Linked DNA regions of Anas platyrhynchos: region 2 is linked to region 1. A link is a contact called in public Hi-C data. All regions are on one chromosome and are shown on one strand. The core of a region is the stretch at or near the end of the contact, and the rest is flanking DNA. Distances in the headings are between cores, read along the strand shown. Region 1 overlaps ARHGAP32 (Rho GTPase activating protein 32). Region 2 overlaps LOC139999438 (a long non-coding RNA gene).

Region 1 (5,460 bases), core at 1,866-4,365:
ATTCTTGATACAGAATTGGTGGCTCCAATGATGTGCAGACTTGTCTGCCACTGGCACAAAGAGGTTATAGAAAGTGACAATGAAGAAAATCTCTTCTGAGGTGAGAAGTGTATTTGCTAAGGCAAAGAGCATCCTGAAATGACCTGTAAAATGCAACAGAGGAATGTGTGAACTGTTGTCTGTACTGCTCATTTGCTTGTATTTCCCTAACTAGTAGCATATATCATTCATAAGTACAAGGAGCTGAAAAGGATGCTTCTAGTATAACACAAGGCCGGTATAAACTGTTTCCCTTTTAAAACCATCTAAGCTCCTTGTTTGCAAGTACCAGATAGCAGGAAAAAGAAACACCAGTAAATAACCAAAATGTTCTTTTTTCCCCTCAACTGACAAAGCCTATTTTATCCAGCTAAAAGTTCAACTATTCTCTAAACTGACTTCGTTAAATGAGATCACTGCTCACATCCTTACAAACAACATGCAGTTCTCAACTGTGCAAGACGAGTATGTAGGTTACAAGCCCAACTGTATCTCAGATGCTGAAATATACTGTTTTGTAAGAAACAACAGCATGATTTCACGTGCCATTGTGCAGTAAATCTGTGTTTTTCACTGAGAGTGCTGATGCTAAAAGGAACCCAACTATGCACTAGGTCTACACCCATCTCTGCACAGCAACTCCCACGTGGATGTCCTGGGGTACCGAGGCATGTGCATGCACGCGTATGCACACAGCCCTACACCTAGGACTCTCCAGAGACCAGAACTCTCCTTGTCCCATCTTCTGCTCCTTCTGACAGGTTGTGGGTTATGAGTGAGGAAAACTGTAAAGGAAAGATGGGGTAAATCTCATGAACTGAAGCTAAGGAGGCTGCTTCTTCCTCTCCAGATGAATAATGAAAAAGTTTCCTTGAACCTGCCTCTGCTCTTTCCTGCAGAAATTGCCTTCCTCATTCCAACAAAACCAGTCCCCAAGCAACACCATCAAAACCGCTAAGTTTCCCAGGAACCCAAATCAAATTGCCATCGAACAACAGAGGGAATTAGCCAGAAGTGACATAATGGATTTTGCCAAGACTTCTCCTACTACCACCTACAACACAACCCAACTCTGTATTTGCTCTCCCCGCTGCCCTAAAGCTGCACTAAACAGTTAACTGAGAATCTCCCTGGTTGCAGACCGAGCTCTGCTTCCGACACAAATTCCCATAAAATTGTGGTGCCCACCATTTAAGAACTAGAAGCCAAAAAGAAAAACCCAGTCTGTCTCCAAAGGAAACCACCTTTAGTCACTGGTTAATTGACCCTGGTGACCGTAATAGCAGACATTTGGAAATAGGCACTTTGATACACAAAGCACACATGCCCGCTCTTGTGTTATTCGTTACACCACAGGCTATACGCAAAAAGGGAAAAGTAAATATTTTCCACATTACTGTTCAAAGCAAAACTAATTCAATGTAATGATGGGTTTCCATAGCCACTTTTGGTATTTCTGAAATACAGTAACTTCAGGGTTCGGATAGGATGCTGGCATGTTTGGGATGTTTTTTTAAAAATGCCACTGACCTTCCACCTATCTGCAAAGGAGGATTTTTCCAAGTTCACAGCCAAACTGAAGCATTTCAAACACTACGAATCGCTCCAGTTTTGTTGTTGTTGTTGTTGTTTGGCTCTGTGCTGATTAACACATGTAAATAAAGGCAGCTGGTGTTACCTCTCTCTATTTCCATTTCACACCCTATTAAAGTCTGATTTCACAATTAATTGAAACCAAAATGAGATTATTCAGAAATTAATCCTCTCTGGCAGCCTTTACCGTGCTGAGGTTTAGTCATTCATTACCTGGGGAGGCACAGACCCCCTCCTGGCAGTATTTAGAATTAAACATTTTGGATATCACACAGCGATACCAAAACTGGTGCTGGAACAGGATGCGTCTGCAAGCGTATCGCTGCTGTTAAACACTTGTCGGAACAAGAGAGGGAAGGATTGCTCCATCTTGCTGACAGAAAAGCCACGTTTTAATACGAGCAGAATTTAAAAGAGCCAACTAGGGGGATCAAAATGTAAAGGAAGAACAACAGCACAAGGGATGAAGTCACATCAACAACAGGCCCAAAGACCAGAGAAGTCAGATCCAGACAGCTTCCAGGTGGGCAGGGTTTGGGGTTCGAACTCAAACACGGATTCGTAATGACATTTCTTGAGTAATGAAAGTGCAACAGTAAAACACACTGGATATACACACCTACCGACCACTGGACATGTTATAAATGACAAAAAGTAATTCCTGATGTGATTAAAGAAACACACACAAATGATACAAAATCAGCTTATGGCCACAGAATGAGCTGACGGATGAGCAGATGATGAGGATCACAGAATCACAGAATCATCTAGGTTGGAAGAGACCTCCAAGATCACCAAGCCCAACCTGTGACCTAACACTAACCAGTCCCCCACTAAACCATATCCCTAAGCTCTACATCTAAACATCTTTTAAACACCTCCAGGGATGGTGGATGCGCAAATTACCACCGTTTCTCCTGTCCTTTCGCACTCCTCAGCCTCACCTCGCTCCAAAAATGCCCAACAATTGTAAAGATGAGACTTTTGAAAAGCAGCAGCTCATGGCACACAAGTACTGCTCCAGGCATCTCTCTGCACACACAGCTGCAGCTGTTTGGAGCCGCCTGGAGCTGGAAGCGAGGAGAAGACGACCGCTGCCACCGGCCTGCGGAGCAGGAGAAGCCTGAACGCCCTCTGCACGCTAGGTGGCACCGCAATACAAATTATGGTGGGATTCAGCAATGATTCGGGTTCCTAAGAAAAATGAGTAAAATCATCTCCCGGCTCACGGGCCCCGTCCTTCGGAAGGCCGGCTCGGCACGGCCGCTGCGTTTCCAGGGCCAAGACAATGGGGACGGCTCCGTGTGAGGAACCAGCCGCTTGGCGGGGCCAGGCAAAAACAAGGAGACCCTTCAATTGAAGGGGCTCACTTATTTCTTTATTTATTCCAAAGAGAAGTGGCTTTACCCCAGAACAAAGCCTTCTTTCGTTCGCTGGCTACTGCTGGACAGAACGGGGCCCTTACTTCGGCCGTTGCCCGTCGCTGTGCCCAAACCCAGCGCTGCCTCAGCGCCCGGGGCTGCCAGCACGGAAAAGCCTCTGGAAGGGGCCAGGAGTGGGATTGCTTCACACTCTTCGCCCATCGTTTTTAAACAGGCTCATTTTATATGCTGGCAACACATGTTAAGGGTAGAAACCATGCAGAACCTCTAACGTGGGCTTGTTAAAGTTATTGAGAAACGCCTTCATCCGCGGTCAAAAAAAGAGTAAGCCAATGAATATAATTTTTTTTTACAGCTCTGTAAGATACATGTACGTTTTATCTTCCTGCATATGGCATTTCATAAAACTGCTGACTTTCAAGGAAAGTGCATTAAAATCCCGGAGTTAGTTATGACTGCCTCTTCTGCTCGGAGCTCCAGAATCCATTAAATGCTGTGGGAGGTCAGTGACAGTTTTAGTCAGAGTCTACTTTTCCATTTGCTGGAAACAAGCATATTATTCCTCTGAGAGAACTGAAAATTGATACAGTCCTGTCATTGCAGGCTATTAGTCTCTTGCTCAGTCGCTTTTTTTTTTTTCTCCCCCACTAAATCAATATTCACTTTTTTTTCCCACACTGATAATAATCAGTCACTGGAAAAAATGCTTTAAATACCTGCAATCTCCTCAGGAGTTCTGGGAGAGGAGAAAGAACAATAAAAGCAGCCCCAAAAGCAATCATTTTGATGGGAGGAAGAGCGCTGTGGCAATGAGAAGCCCAATTTGTTAATCTAGCCATTGATCCTGTCTCACTGCCACAGATTTTTCTCTTACTCAGAGTGCAGAGAGGTTTCTACTATGATTTCTCACCTTCCTGTCATCCAAACAGAGTATGCATTTTGTTTTTAATACACAGGCCAAATGGAGAAGTGGGCTGGGCTGAGTAACACCCCTTATTTACATTTACAGAGCAGCAGTGAGAAATGCATAAATAAGCCCAATTGCACAAAAATACTTCCACTGCAAATTTCGTCATCAGAAACTTACTCAAAAGGATGAGCAAACATGTCAGTGGGTAATAAGGCACCATCAAAACTTCTCTAAAAGCTTGGGAAACAGACTGTAAGCAAAACCAAACAAGTTTTGCACATCACGTTTACGCAAACCACATCTTTCCAAGCACAGATCTGCAGGACTAGGCTCAAGACAGAAAAGCTACGAGGGGGAGAAATCAGTGTTAACTACAACCACATCTGAGAACTGCTTCCCCAGGAAAAGCATTATTTATTATCTGGCTAAATACCAACCTCTCTTGCTGACAAGACGAGCAGCAAATGAAGGAAAATAATCTCCCCTTAGCTGGAGGAGGAAGCGATAAAAGCTGAAGGGAAGCTTATTCTATTTCCTCCCATGACCCCAGAAGTGGGAAAGATCAACAACCACTCATCTTTACCAACCCGGCCGTGTGAAACCCGGTGCGTTTGGCATTTACTGTGCCTCCGCCCCCAGTTTTACATAAAGGTTACTCTACGACTACAGGACTCCCAGAGCTTTCAAATTAAGCCCATGACCTTTAGCTACTTGCTCATTTCTTTGCTTCACTTCAGTTTGGGGGCGTGAGGGTGCACACACAATTTTTGTGCACACATGCATGTGTGTACATCTGTGAGAAAGGATGTTTAAAATTTTCATATCTTAAATCCTCCTCTCTCCTTTTTTTTTAAACAAAGAAAACTAAAGTCCATGTTCCACAGCTGGATGCAGAGGCGCAGTGCACAACTCCCATATGTTTTAGATCACCACAGGCATTTCTATACAAAAACTTGAGCGAGTGCTAAAGCGTGGAATAGACTAGATGGAAGTATTTCCTCTCAACTACTCCTTTCTGGGAAAGGGGAGCTGGAAAATGACCAGAAGAGATACATGGACTAATTGATTTTCTGAAAAAGGAAAATTTTGCTAGGAGAAAAAACAAAAACTTCCCCCTTTAGCCAGATGTTGCATAAAAAACTTCAGTCAGACTAAAAATACCTGGCTTTAACATGAAACTCCAAGGGGAATCACGCCTGTATTTATTGCACCTCTCCTTCTCTTCAAGTGCAAACATAACCATGTGCATGGTTCTTATTTTCTGTTGCTCACACACCTGCCCTGGGTTCCTACTGCTCCAGCGAGCGCCTTCCCACGTCACGGTCATCAGGAGTACGCTGAGGGACTGAGGGACACGCTGCACCCTCTACAAATTCCCTGATATCCCCAACTCCTTGTCTTTTGCAGAATGGGGTGTCCCACAGTATCTGCAGGCTTTAGGCAATGTACAACTCAGACTAGCACACAGAATTCAAAATACAGCTGCCAAGTAACTAAGCAGTTGTATGAGGTCTAAGGCACCTCATCCACTAGGGA
Region 2 (6,264 bases), core at 2,527-5,026, 170 kb after region 1:
TATCTTACACATGAAATTATTTTCTCCTAATATTCAGCTCCTGCTCATTGGATTGACGTGATGGTAAAACTATCTGCAACATTATTTGCAGTCAGTATAAAACAGAGCCCACAACGTATTGTGGCAGTCTATTGTCTTGCTCCTGCTTCAGCTGCCTCCCCCCACCCCCCTACCTCATCTCTTTATTTTCCTGCTTACTCAGCAGGTTCTAAAACAGATTTGAAGCAAGGATGAAAGCAAACAGCCCTAAAAATGCTGACTTCTCCAAGTAGCGCACCCTGCCATTCAGGTACCCAGGGACAACCACCACCTTCCTAATAGCAGACTTTTAATCTCCTTCTAAAGGTAGACAGACGTAAAAAGGAAAATAATTTACAAACAGTAGTGCTAAAAATAAAATGCTTAGAAGAAAGAATACCTTATTTACCATAAAGTAGGCAACATACAGAACGAAGAGGAAAAAAGTGAAAACACGGTCCTTTTTCCCTTCCCTGAATATAGTATTTTTTTAAAGCTTTGATAAACCAGCCTTGTATATTAACCTCTCCGTGTGGGGACAAATGTAATATACAACCAGCTTCTGCCTCCCTCTGTCAGAGAGGTGTTTTTTTTTCCCCTTTGCTTGCAGGTAACTGCAGAGTAGCCCATCACCTCCCTGCTCCCTGGGGCTGTACAGTGCCAGCCCCAGTCCCCACTGCAGACGGGGCCATCCGCTGTGTCATGGAACAGAAAGGAGCTCTGCTAATCTACTCCACAGAAAAATCCTGCCAACTGCAGAAAAAATCAAAAGATTGAACTTAATGTTCATTTAATGTCCACACTTCTCGTGCCTTTTAGACCAACGCTTTCCTTCTCCACAGCACAGATCTCCCAGTTCCCATAGTCATTTAATTTTAATTGAGGATTGGGCTTCTGTACAGGTCATCAAATACTCTTCCATGAAAAGGAGCTTATCAAACCAAAACAGAACAATATGGTGAAGGTGGTTTATTTTTTCCCAGCTGGCTGAAGCACCAGGTAGTTCTGATTTTGCCTTTCCCCTGCAGGGTCAGGGCTGTCTGTGAATGGCCATCTAAAAGGAGGACTCTAGTCTCACCTGCCTTTGGTGTAAACTTGTCTTTGACACATCCTAAGTAAATAGGATAAGAGAGCCTGTGTTCAGCATGTAACAGGTACAGATGAAAGCAAAAGATGAGCCCTTTAAAAAACAAACCAAAACAAAAAAAAAAACAAAACACCAAAACCTCTCCTCCTGCTTTGGAATTCAGCGTTATTCTGACTTTCACAGCTGCCTGAAGGACCGGAGCTTCTAACATCTCAGTTAAAGAAGACACTTTTAAGCTTATTCACCCAGTAGTGTTTCTTTTAACTGCTTTCATGTTTTCCACACAAAATCTTGGGGGTTTATACATTGCTACATCAGCATTCTTACCTGTTTCACATCTGAGGAAACTGAGACACAGGAAAGGCAGATGGCAGATGACTTATTCACGATCATGTAACAAGGGCTGCGCATGTCAAGAACAACAAGAAAATGTCCTGATTTGGGGCCAATTAATGCAATCCTAAAGTCACCATATTTCCCTTAGTCGTGTCTCCTGGTATGGCAAGTCCAACCTGTATGACTGTAGGTAGAGTGTATGATTTATTCCCTTTCCATGGGGAAGATGAATCTGGGGAAGGTCCTGTAGCCCTCTGTGGCTGCTGGACAGCATTTCTTTAAGAGTAAAGGCTTGCCTTGCTTCTTCCCATTTGTTTGACTGTGACCTGTGAGGGACATTGGTCTGGGGCACCTAAAGGAGAGAGAAGAGAGGATGTGTCACTGTGACACATGGCTTAGAGTGCTATAAACCAGTCCTTGTTCTGGGCCTCTGAAAAAGGAAAGAAAGACTGTCAGAACTGGAGAGAGGGGTGGTGTGAGTGAGAAAAGAGGGGGCTGAAATGGTGGAAGAGAAAGTGAAGGGAAGAGGGCAAGGAAAATATGTGAGCACAGGAGGTTCAAAGACATTCTTTGGCTTCTTCTGCCTCCTGTGCCTGTGCTGGCTCAGCCAGTGCTGAGGCCATGAAGACCTCTCGTAATCTACATTTCCTTTTCCTCTTTCACTGGGAATGGAAGAGTCGTATGTTAGTGACCCTGCTCTCCCCCTTTCCCTCTCCATTTCCTTTCCCAGCAACGTCTCTCTGGGAGACACAGCCATCTGGCTGTTTATTGCAGCATGGGCTGAACTCTTAGATGTATCCTTTGGAATTTGGTCCTGGTTTTATGATTTCTCTATCATTCCTTTGCATTTTCTGTATGTCTCATTTGCTTCCCTCGAGCTACTGTTGCATCAGTGAACCCTGTCTCCTTGTATCCCATGTACTTTCACGTTTTCTTCTCTCCCCAGAGCTTCTCAACATTCCTGTTTGGTTTCTGCTCCTTTTATTCCATTTTTTTTTTCTCACGTTTCTCTGCTTCCTGTTAGCACAGGGAGCACCATCCCACTCTGAAACAGTTGACTGAGCACAGGCATCAGCCTCCCTCTGCTATAATCCCATCCATCCTGGGTCAAGACACTGACCTCAGAGGCATTGCTGGAGGCGGAAAGGGAAGATGCAAACGATTCCAGAGGAAGTTCAGCCTTGAAGTTCAGCACTGGGATAATGAGCAAGAATCCTTAGCCTGTCTCCCTTTGTGCTATGAGTAAAATGCATAGCACAGTCTGTTTAACTCCTTCACTTCCAGGAGCAAGCAACAATGCTGGTAAAGAAATAGGGAAACAAAAATGATCGTCTTCCATGGAAGTCTATCTAGTCTATACTTGTAAGATGGCATGATGTCCCAGGAATAAAATGGTGAAGTAGAAATCTGTCCTGGATGCTCTGGACTGTCATACTCCTTTTGTCATCTCAACCATAAAGCTGCTGCAAGCATATTTCTTGATGGACTTCTCATGAAAGAATGGATTGATGCTGTGGAATGAAATCTTCAGTCGTGTCTGGTGGGGAGATAAACTGGGAGTATTCTAGGGCCATCATTCTGTGCTCTCCGAGTAATAAAAGCTTTTTTGTTTTTATTTAATTCCTCCTGCCGTAACAGTGAACTTTCTGCAGTCCTTTGTGTGTGCTGGACATGATCAGGAGAGTGTTGAAGATAAAGCTGATGCTCCCTATGCCTTGACAAGTGTTACATGTGATGAGTAGCATGCAGGGGTGCTGTGCTGGGATCTGTGCCAAGGAGGCTGAATGGCCACTGACAGCTTCACAGTGGCAAAGGATGCAGACCCAGAATAATTAAGCAACTGTGTCTCATTGCAGCTCATGACAGTTTCCAGATGCTGCTGTAAGTGATTCCAGATGTGTTCTTCAGAACCTCTGGTTGTTGAAAGCATCCGTGTAGTGGGAGGGCAGGGCAACGTCCTCTTCCAGTGATGCATGTGCCACCACTGTCTATCTCCTTTAGACTCGTGTGGTGGGCATGGAGTCAGAAGTGTGCAAAAGTGCACTCAAAGGGCAAAGCCTTGTACATGTCCTTCCAGTAACTGTGTCCTTCCTAGAGCTCTCAGATGCTCACTGCTGTGCAGTTGACCAGGGCACAAAAGATTGTCTCTGTGTGTTGCCTTTAAAACCCTTTCCTTCCTTGTGCACAATTACTTTCAGGGCCCGCTGTGTCCCACAGTGAAAGAGGGGAGCTGGAGACATGCAGACCCAAAGGGACTTCGTGATATTGTGTGTAACGGCACAGGGCAGGGACTTTCTCTTGGTTATTCTCATGTCTGGCCTGATACCTCCCTCTGCTGTTCCTTGCCTGTTTGGCACTCAGCCTCCAGCTCTCCTCGGCTCCTGCTGAATGTTTTATAGCTGAGCTCAGCCCCTTGCGTGGTGCAGGTGGCAACTCTGCAGAAGCGGGGCAGTGAGCTACAGCAGTAGGACTCCACCTATACTGGAGAACAGGAAGGTGACCTCAAATGGAGATGGTGGGCTTGTTGTCCTGTGTTTGCACTGTGTTAGCACTGTGTTAGGCAGAGGGGTTCAGCTCTGGGAACCTCAAACTTGGGAGTGAGAAAGACTTCCTGGTACTGACTCCAGTGTCTTCTCCCAGTTTCCCTATCTTTAGAATAACAGCACCTGTCAATCTGCCTTCCAGGGCTGCATTTTAAGAGACTGATTTGCTCATCTTTGCATATATATATATATATTAATTTTTTTTTTTTTAAATGATACTTCATGCAGTCAGTCCCAAAGTTATTAAAGGTCTTCTGTTGTCCTTCGTGATATAAACAGTCTGAAAACAGTTTATATCTTAGTGTTTTTAAAGTAACAAATGTAGTGTTGTAATTAAGGGAGAAAATGGTAAGGAAGAAGACTAGCAGGAGAAATGCTTTATTTTTTCAAGTTCCTTCCCCCTTCTGTCCAAACCACCTTGCATGAAACAGGCAGGCAGTTTTGCCAAGGTATGTGCCCACCTTCTGACTTCTCCATAGGAGCTGTTTGGGTAGGAAAGGTGTGATAAGGGGTGAGGGTGTCCCCAGAGAAACAGAATAATGCTAGATTGTTAAACTGTAGTGAAACTGACAGTTTTTATTGCATGGTGATTCAGCATCCAACACAAGGGGTGCTCATCCCAGCTGGGTGCCAGCCATGAGAAGTAACTATTGCATTCCAAAACAAAGATAGCTACAATAATAATAACTGTAGGGTGGAAAAATCAGGCAAATGAGGGGTGGAAGAGGCCACATAGTGATGGTTTTGCCCATCCTGGTACAGATTTTCAGCTCGAATTCTTCAGCGAAACTCAAGGACGTTTTGCTCTTTTATTTTCTGACTTTTCCTTGGCTCGAGGTGATGCTCTTGACTCATCCTGCAGCAGGGAGGGTTGTGCTCGTGTGCTGGCGCTGAGGCTCTGCTCTGGAGCATTGCCATCTGGTGGCCGTCCCTTGGAAAGGCAGGGCGAGGGTGGGTGTGGAGCTGGCATTTCCCAGCCGAAGTTTGAATTTCTTTACCCAAAGTGCCGCTTGGCTCCGCCGTGGTCCCTCCGGTACGAGCGCTGGTGTGCGCAGCCCGAGGGACAGAGGCATCTGAGTACACGCAGAGATGGGTGTACTTCGTGAGAGATGAGTAATCCTGCTCGCTGTAAGAGTTTGCAATATTAAAACTTTTTAAATAAACACTCTCATAAATGCACAGAGCACTAAATGCCTAAAAAGCAAAATAATTACTAAAACAACAGATTTAAATGATAAATAAAATAAATAACAATGATAAATTCAAATGGTCGTTATATTAATAGTAATTAATAAAAGTGTAGCATTAGAAATCAAATGCCAAGCAGTCTTAATCAGCACTTAGAAGCTAAAGCTGAATGCATTAAAATTAGACATTAAACTTTTATTTTGTAGTGGCACACTGTTTCATGATGCCGTCAAATGAAGGCTCTGCGGATGCTTGTCTGAAGATGCTGTTTCACCAGAGTAACCAGAGCAGTTCAAGGACGCCTGGGTTGAACCACCTGGATGACTTTATGGTGCGTACTTTAACTCCACGAATGTATTGCTGTTGCTTGGTAGGGAGGGTGACCTGAACAACGAGAAGAGAAGGTTGGGCTGGGCTTCAGAATGCTTGGGTTATGCTTTTGTCCATAGAAGAAAGTGGACAGCAATTTTTTAAGACAAGACTGGGTAGCCCTGTCTGTGTACATTTGTTTGGAAACATACTGGTGCAACTTGACAATGCAGTAGCTGTTATGATAAAGGTAGCTATGACAGTTTGGTTTTTATACTGTGACAAACTGACTTGGACCACATAAATTGTAAATCAGACTGTGCCCAACCACAATTTTACAATGGTTTGGGGAAAATTGTACTTTGACTTAAAGCTGAAAACTGTGCATGGACTGAGTTAGAGTGAAGACTTCTAGGTTTTCTTTCTGGGACACATCTGGGTGTGATTCATGAGCTCATGTCTGCTGATTCTTCTATCCAGGAATATGGATATGCAGGATATTCCTGATATGCAGGAGCTGAATAGAAGGCTGGTAGTGACTTCAACAGGGACAGAAGAAAAAAGAGAACTAAAATTAGGCAAGATATTTTCTATAACAAGCATGGAACACTCATCCCAGGCTCATTTCCTAGCCTTCTGTTCCCCTATTGTATATGGCAGGCATCAAAGCCTGTATCTAACACGGCACTACTGTGAGCCTATTGCACCTTCTGAGTTTTAATAACTTCTTTGAGCAGAAGGACGCAGACATTGGCTACAATTTCATTTGGTCCAGCTGGTGAA

The links. A called contact is a pair of places that touch in the nucleus more often than the background predicts.
Region 2: a contact with region 1 is called in a Hi-C map of subcutaneous adipose tissue, with 2.2 times the contacts expected there. The contact joins two enhancer-like sites. A contact is called at or near these places in 2 of 8 Hi-C or Micro-C datasets (skeletal muscle and subcutaneous adipose tissue).

The regions. Positions count from the first base shown.
Region 1 is chr25:4,029,381-4,034,840 of IASCAAS_PekinDuck_T2T, forward strand. The region is part of intron 5 of ARHGAP32 (Rho GTPase activating protein 32); the gene reads right to left. Among named protein-coding and RNA genes, the nearest start is that of TRNAP-AGG, 90 kb to the right of the region's middle. Within about 2 kb of position 3,116, at least 2 of the 8 cell types and tissues checked have an H3K27ac peak or open chromatin away from gene starts, as enhancers often do.
Region 2 is chr25:4,197,230-4,203,493 of IASCAAS_PekinDuck_T2T, forward strand. It overlaps LOC139999438 (a long non-coding RNA gene), which reads left to right. Exons shown (of 3, transcript XR_011804945.1): 2 at 5,379-5,503. Among named protein-coding and RNA genes, the nearest start is that of BARX2, 18 kb to the right of the region's middle. Within about 2 kb of position 3,777, at least 2 of the 8 cell types and tissues checked have an H3K27ac peak or open chromatin away from gene starts, as enhancers often do.